Regions from separate parts of the Bombyx mori genome. Here region 2 is linked to region 1. Evidence: chromatin contacts called from public Hi-C data. All regions are on one chromosome and are shown on one strand. The core of a region is the stretch at or near the end of the contact, and the rest is flanking DNA. Distances in the headings are between cores, read along the strand shown. Region 1 overlaps LOC101735982 (transcription factor CP2-like protein 1). Region 2 overlaps LOC101735982 (transcription factor CP2-like protein 1).

Region 1 (4,253 bases), core at 709-3,208:
AAAAACCACTGTAGATATATTAGTATAGATTATAATAAGGTTTATTGCGGTTGGTTACGGGTATGGTGTGTGTAATTGGGAATACCTGGTTTAAGCATTGATACTATCAAGCCACTACAAATCAAGTTGTGAACTGACCAATACTAGCTTACCAGTGTAGTCTTTGTCTATGTTTAAGTAGACAAACAATACACAGTAGTTACTGTTTTAATAACAGACCTAAAACAAGTGGGAGGTTCTCATTTCGACTGTTCTATTTATTTATTACACTTCATGTAAGATTTACAGTGGCGGACTTAATGCCTAAGGCATTCTCTACCAGTCACCAAAGGTAGTGCAGAGTAAATAGTGGTAGGTGCAATGAAATGTCTATTATAACAAAGCTTTTTTCTAGGTCAACAGATTTTGATGTTTTTTTTATTTTAAAACTATTTAGTGCTTCTGGTGTGGTTCCCATTTAAATTTTATCAATATCTGTCCAGTATTCTCCGTGATACCCTTTATAGTCCAGTCTTTTGTTGAATTCAGTTTTAGTTTTTCTTACAATATTTGTATCATTTTCTGTATTAAACTATACTTTATATCTCATGAGCGGAACCCATACTAAGCAGCCTATATTCTTTCCCAGGTCTTAAATAAGTTCCATACCAAAATTCGTCAAAATCGGTTCAGATTTTTGGACATGAAAACCTAATAGTCAAATTACTTTCATAATTACAAAAAAAAATCTTATGCAATATAAAATTTTTATCATTTTAAAAGCATTGTTTGTTTAAAGTCGAATGGAAAAAAAAACAAAAGGTACCTACTTAAAAAAAAACCCAGACCAATGCAATATTACTTTTAACGCTTCAGAAATGAAGTTCAAAATAACATGGGTGCTATTATCGTGTTTTTCTCGCATGACATTGGATGAACCTTTTTGATAATAAGACATTCAGAATGGCTTGTATATTACTAATAAGAGGCGATTAGTGAAGAATGTTGATTTAATTTTTACTAATAAAAATGACTGTATAAGAATTGATCAAGGTTTAGTTGTGGTCTTTATCGGTTGCCGGAGACAATGAGGGTCACATTTGAGATAAGAGGTCGTGGTGAGTTTTTTTTTTATATATCATTTATTCTCACAGTGTATTGCTGTATGCTTAGTGCGAGTTTTTTAACGTTCTCGATAGCGTAAAAGTTAACTCATATTTGTATGGAATGGGATCGTTTGCGTACGTTTGCCGCTAGGGGCGCTGTTCCAATTGCATACAAAATTAGGTTAACTTTTACGATATCCAGAACGTTATCCGGCGCACTGGAGTAATTATTTCGATTATTGTTATTAAGGCGAATAGATTGCCTAACTTTGCCTTCTTTTGTGTCTTAATGTAAATCTTAGTAAGTTTTTTTTTTATTTTTATTTTTTTATTACCCTTGTAGGCAGACGAGCATACGGCCCACCTGATGGTGAGTGGTTACCGTCGCCCATGGACTTCAGCAATGCGAGGGGCAGAGCCAAGCCGCTGCCTACCGCTTAATACTCTCCACAAGCCTCGTTTGAAGAAGGACATGTCATAGCGCTCGGGAAACACCGTGGAGGGGAGCTCATTCCATAGCCGGATGGTACGTGGCAAAAAAGACCTCTGGAAAAGCACTGTGGATGACCGCAGTGGCTCCAGGTAGTATGGATGAACTCTACTCCGGTGGCGGGCGGTGCGATGGTAAAAACAAGATGCCGGTATCATCTCGAACAATTAACTAACTTCAAAAAAGGAGGAGGTTCTCAATTCGACTGTATGTTTTTTTTATGTTTGTTACCTCATAACTTTTGACTGGGTGAATCGATATTGATGATTCTTTTGAAGTCGGTTAAAAATACTGAAGATACATTGCAGTTTCACTATAAAACGTTCGTTCAAACGATAATAGATTACGCGCGGAGTATAAAGTCCGAGAGACAAGTGAAACCGTCACATTTATATATTTCAGATAACAATGGCCTTTACAGGTCATCATTGGGTTATGAAGTAAAATATCTGAGACTTCGTTCGACGTCATGTTTTAATTGCCCAATGTGATTGTTTTTAATGGTTTTAGAAACTTCGAGAATCACTAGTTCGGATGCTAGTTCGTCTATAATCTTAGGATTTTTTTATATTCCGTCAACTTCATTATCCATCAGCCTTACATTCTTAAGTATTATTATACTAGCAACCTGCCCTCGCTTCGCTTCGGAAACTGTAATTTATTATTGATTTCTCCTCTATTTAATGGATCTTATTAAACATATAAACCTTCCTCTTCAATCATTCTATCTATTAAAAAAAACCGCATCAAAATCCGTTGCGTAGTTTTAAAGATTCAAGCATACATAGGGACAGATATAGGGACAGAGAAAGCGACTTTGATTTATACTATGTAGTGATTATATTCCAATATTCCTCCACCTGTCCGGGACCAGAGAACACTAAGTTCTTTTAAAAGAAATTTAAAAGTATATCTTCTGAATACGCAAATAAAATTCGAAAATATAAATTTTATCTATTCCGTGCTGTAACTGTGCATTGCAATTGTAATTTTTTATAATTTAATATAGGTATGTATTTCATTGTTTATATTGTTGTTGTTGCAGTTATTGTTGCATTCTAAGCTCAGATAATGATTGGTCGGTCTGATGCTGGTGTGCACGTCACTCCGCGGGTGCCGGCGGAAGATCAGCGCCCCAGTAACGATTGTCTCGATACTGTTAGGCATTGCTGAGTTGGTAACCATTTTCAAGCCTCGTTATTGAAGTGAAAACTTCTTTAGAATCGTTGTGATTTCAAACCGGATGCAACGGAAAAAACGACAGGTAAGAGACACAAATACAAAAATGTGTAGGATGAAGCCAGCAAAGGATGAGACAGAAATATACATACTATTTAATACAGCGCCATCTGTGAGATTTTTTAATACTAACGTGTGTATAAAAGCTCTTGTAGTGAATTTTAATTTAGGATTATACGTGAAATTAAAATATCAATTCACAGAGGGCGCTACCTTACAATTATTTACTAATGACAAAATTTTACATATACTTAAGACGTTTAGGATAATTGTATTTTAATTTTGGAAGGTTTCACTTCTACCACGTGTGAATTGCACTTTTTTTTTTGTTTAATTTTTTGTAAATTTATGTTTGGTATAAATGTTTATTATTATTATTATTATTAAAATACCCTCATCCAGTGCGAGGTTTCTGTACGAGTACCGAAATTCGAAAAAGAATACATACAACGGCTCAGTTCTCAGTTGTGAACCTGGTATTACTGTTGATTACGAGCAACGGTAAAATCTGATCATCAAATGGGCCATAGGATCGCTGTCTTCGAAGGCCATACTGCAACCAGTTTTCGTGAGTGAACCTTACATCCTGTGTCGTTTCTTGATGAAATTCTTATCATGTTTAATGTCTTAGTGATAGTTCGACGTCGCCCAAAACACGTCATTACGGATCATCCCGATCCATTAGCGGTGGTTTTAGGTACCACAAGCACCGGTCACCGTCCTCGTCGAATCCGTCGCTTGCGAGGAAGGGCTCGACGAGCGAATTAACCCATAGACACAGCCCACTGAGTTTCTCGCCGGATCTTCTCAGTAGGTCGCGTTTCCGATCCGGCGGTAGATTCTGCGAAGCACTGCTCTTGCTAGGGTTCGTGTTAGCAACGTTGTCAGGTTTGAGCCCCGTTAGCTCACCTACTAGTTAAGGTTACGCTGAAATAGCCTCTCAAGGCTATCAGCTTAGGCAGGAAAAAAAACAGTGATAGATCCCTAAAGTTTAAAAGACGGTCTACCGATTCATGAAACTAGTGCCATCCGGTCAGTGCCCTGACAATGGTCGTCCAGTCTGCTCTCCATAAATCAATCTGAACTACCACAAAAAAAAATTCTGAGCAAGCTGAGTTTGGCCGGGGGAATTTAAAGTTATAATGACCGAATCTGATATAACAAAATAATGTTTACACGCACAGTTGATATGTGGCACGTGTGCCTGTTTCGCAATCAATGTAAGGAGTTCAAACAAGTTATCATCGTCGTACTCTGACCCCAATCAGAGTAGCGACAAATATAACTGGTTCAAACTAAATTCTGGTCAATAAATTCGATATAATAGCTCTGGGAATCGGAAACATAAGCCGGATGGCCGAGGCCTAAGATGCTCATTATTTTCTTTTTTCCCTACCTATTCGCTGGAAGCTTACGGGGCTATTCTAGCTACGCCCGGA
Region 2 (4,253 bases), core at 498-2,997, 40 kb after region 1:
GAGACCTAAACTTTTGTATGAAATAAACTTAAAACAAACAAAAGGAATCCGTCCGACGGAGGGGACATAACAGGAAAAACAAAATTGCTATTTTTATTTAATACCGAGCATTTTCATATTTATTAATCTTTTAAACCTTCTCTGGACTTCCACAAATAATTCAAGACCAAAATTAGCCAAATCGGTCCAGCCGTTCTCGAGTTTTAGCGAGCCTAACGAACAGCAATTCTTTTTTATATATATAGAAGAAGAAGATAGAAGAAGAAGAATTTATAATTTTTGTATAGTCCACATAACCAAGGATCATGACCCGTCTGACGACTAATCATGGGCAAAAGCGGACAATTCGAACTGTGAAGTGTAATTTTTATTTGTTGCCCTCGTAGACGAGAATACGGCCCACCTGATAGTGAGTGGTTACTATCGCCCATGGACTTCAGGAATGCCAGGGGCAGAGCCAAGCCGCTGCCTACAAATGTCGAAACGCTGAGAATATGAGATTGAAGTCTCAATTTATATTAGGAAGAAATATGATATGATATATCAGATAGTGGAGAAACACAACACAGCCAGCCACCAGCTGGATATATAATAAATAGTTTCTAATATAATAATCTCTAAACAGATTTTGTATTATAACATTCTTGCTGTTTTACATAATCACGATAAATTAACAAGAAATCGAGTACGTCCATTAAAAACTTCCCACCAATAATTATTAATTTATTTATTTAGTTACACCAACAAAGGGATCATCAATACAAAACTGACAATTTCACAATTACCTACTACATGATGTTAACTCAATTATTATAAGTAAAACTTGATTACATTTAATTAATTATGGTTAGGTTATAATTAGTTGGGAAATTAAGGATGGAAATTAGTTCAGCGAAATCGGACAACTTCGAATGAACATTGACGGAGACCGCGCTACCGTTGACATTATTACTACAATAATGATTCTGTCAGAGCAAGCATCCAAATCCAAGCGAACGGGGTAACTAATAAACGGTTTATATTGAAGCACATTAATAACAGGCCACGAAACTATAAAGTTACAGACTGATTACGTGGACGACAAAGCCACTTTACGAAAATTTAGAATTTCCAAAAAAAGAGTGTTAGCAACTACCCACAAATTAGCGATTAAGATGGCTCGGTATTATTACCGGGTTTACACTACCGCGATTCTTTGGCGTGAAACATGTGAATAGCGTTCTTACGACGAACCAAGGCCATTTCATGCCAGCATCTAATTAACCATGAACGACAATTGACATACTGATTTTATCTTTCTCTGACGAATGCTTTTGTGGGACTTCTTTTCATAGTGTAAGGTTTGTTGTAAAATAATTAAAATTTGTTAATGTTAAGGCAATTTTCGGATTGCCAAATAGCAACACTGCTGGTGGGAGCAATTACAGTAGTGGGGACGTGACATAATAAAAAAGGCGGTAGTCTGAAAAAACGGGACAGAACGCAGTGTATTCAGTAGTGAGCAGATATCTAAAGATTGTACAAGTGGAGTTACAAATAAAGCAATACAGAATTAAGTGAACTATTGCAATCTGTGTATTTATTTCCTGGCTTTGGAACCCGAGTCTTACAATAGTATGACGTCATTATCTTCTGTTTCTTCTCAGTCGTATGTATCACTCTTGACAGAGTGGTCGTGACCGTCATGTGGTGTTGGAGGGTGTAGGCTTGACGGGTCTCAGGATGTCCCGTCATCTCTTCGCCTCTGCGTCCCCCATTTAGTGGGTTAAAATAACAGTAACTATCCAACGGGGATTTAGGGGACCTCTCACTGTAGTTTTAATGTGGTTGGTCCACCGCGTTGGCGATTGGTTTGTGAATAAATGTTTGCGTCAAATTTCGAAAATCTGAACTGGGCGTCTTGGGCATGACGTGGAAGGACTTAGAACAGACTGCCTAAGACCGATGCAAATGGAAGAATTTGTTTCGAGCCCTACACCCCAGCAGAGGGTAATAGGAAAGAAAAAAGAGAACTTTTTTTTCCTACCTAAGCTGATAGCCTTGAGAGGCTATTTCAGCGTAAACTTAACTAGTAGGTGAGCTCATGGGGCTCACTTAAACCTGACGACATTGCTAACACGAACCCTAGCAAGAGACGTGCTTCGCAGAATCTACCACCGGATCGGAAACGCGACCCACTGAGAAGAACCGGCGAGAAACTCAGTGGGCTGTGTCTGTGGGTTAATTTACTTGGCGAGCCCTTCGTCGCAAGCGACGGGTTCGACGGGAACGATGACCGGTGTTTGAAGTACCTAAAAGCACCGTTAGTGGATCAGGAGGATCCGAAATGACGTGTTCTGGGCGACGTTAACTGCTTTGCATTCTGTCCGCAGGATCGGGAATGAGAAGTGACTGCATTGGCCACGTCATTACATACCAGTGGTTGTCAAATTTCCGCGACATCACTGAACGCATTGAGCCAGTACCAGTAAGTTTTACCACAGTCTTGCCATGGATTGGTCATGCATTCCGATCCGAGTGGTAAAGTTCGTATTTCTAACACTCCCCGCAATCAAAGGACTTCGAACTAATAGTAAGCACGCGCGGTAGCCAATTAACATCAAATATTCTGTTTAGCTATATCCAGCATTTTAGATACGGTGATTAATATAAAAAATATTGTTTTCTGAGCGTGCCTCGAGTGGGGATATGAGTCGACTATTATCAAAGCCGGCAATCTGACTTTTGGACAATTATTGGTAAATCAGAAAAACGAATTATTGACTTTGTATTCCATTGACAGTCACAAAACTCTTCGGAACGACATCTTAGATAAATAACAGGTTAAGTATTAACCTTTATTTAGTGCAGGTTTTGAACCGTATTCTTTGAAGGAGACGATTATATTCAAATCAATTTGTATTGACATATCAATAAATTTTTTTTGTCCAAAATGCACAGATTGCCACCTTTGATAATAGACGACTCATATGTCCTATCCGATTCTGCAAGTTCCCGATATAGGTAACGAACTGTAGATCTTAAGACTACTGCTAGCGCCATCTATCGCCGAATAAAGTCTATTAAATACCTTAACCCTTTTAGTACTGAGTTTGTTTTCACATAGTTTACACAGAAATTGCTAAAGGATTTTTGATGAAGAGTACCTTAAAAATATATATTTAAAAATCAAATCAAATCAAAAAAGTTTTATTCAACATAAATGAAAGTACATACGTTGTTGAACGTCAAAAGAACTACCGCCAATTCACAAGAAATAAGCCTCCGTCCTGAGAAGAATTGGCAAGAAAATCATCGGGCATTTCTTTTTTTTTTTTTTTAATATTCATTTTTACAATAAGTAGTTATAACATAACAATTATTACAATATTGAAATGCCCGGAGCGAGTAACCCCTTCCCACTTTGTGCAATCTTCTAGATAATCATTGACTTTATAGTAAGCTTTATTGCACAGATGTTCTTTAATAGATTTCTTAAAACTATGTATATGTAGGTTCTGAATCAATGATACATTCGCAGCAAAATAATTTTAAATCGTTATTTATGAATGTAATTAACTTCGTAAAGACATTACACGTGCGCGCGCTAAGACACTTATGTACGTACCGGTCGATATCTAATACCTATAATCAAACTGCGTAAATAGTCTAAATATATATATAATTTTTTTTTATTGCTTAGATGGGTGGACGAGCTCACAGCCCACCTGGTGTTAAGTGGTTACTGGAGCCCATAGACATCTATAACTTAAATACGCCACCCACCTTGAGATATAAGTTCTAAGATCTCAAGTATAGTTACAACGGCTGCCCCACCCTTCAAACCGAAACGCATTACTGCTTCACGGCAGAAATAGGCAGGGTGGTGGTACCTACCCGTGCGGACTCACAAGAGGTCCTACCACCAGTACAGTATATTCTTATACCCATTAAGAGAGAGTCGATCTATCGACGGTTCGCGCTGAAAGGGTTAATCGCGCTACGACAGACATCACAACGCCAATGTCACCACCCGCCTCGTAAATTTCATCAGCTATCCACCTACTATTACAAAATTATTCTTGAAAGTGACAAAGAAATTAAACGAAGTAGGCAGGTACCACAAGAAAGTTTTATTGATTTAAAATTGAAATAATTCAAAATTTCATATTATTACAAAAACCCGGTAAACACTTCAAAACGATGATTCAATGATTCGATACATTGCAATTTCGTCTTAGATTTTAAGCCTCCCAGCGGCGTGTCTAATGAGA

The links. Hi-C and Micro-C count contacts between places; a contact is called where the count stands out from the background.
Region 2: a Hi-C map of whole pupa shows a contact between it and region 1, with 2.1 times the contacts expected there. The contact joins two enhancer-like sites. A contact is called at or near these places in 3 of 7 Hi-C or Micro-C datasets (midgut and whole pupa).

What each region holds. Positions count from the first base shown.
Region 1 is chr2:6,066,278-6,070,530 of ASM3026992v2, forward strand. All of the region lies in intron 1 of LOC101735982 (transcription factor CP2-like protein 1), which reads right to left. Among protein-coding and RNA genes, the nearest start is that of LOC119629365, 8.3 kb to the right of the region's middle. Within about 2 kb of position 1,959, at least 3 of the 8 cell types and tissues checked have open chromatin away from gene starts, as enhancers often do.
Region 2 is chr2:6,106,429-6,110,681 of ASM3026992v2, forward strand. The region is part of intron 1 of LOC101735982 (transcription factor CP2-like protein 1); the gene reads right to left. Among protein-coding and RNA genes, the nearest start is that of LOC134200115, 6.9 kb to the right of the region's middle. Within about 2 kb of position 1,748, at least 1 of the 8 cell types and tissues checked has open chromatin away from gene starts, as enhancers often do.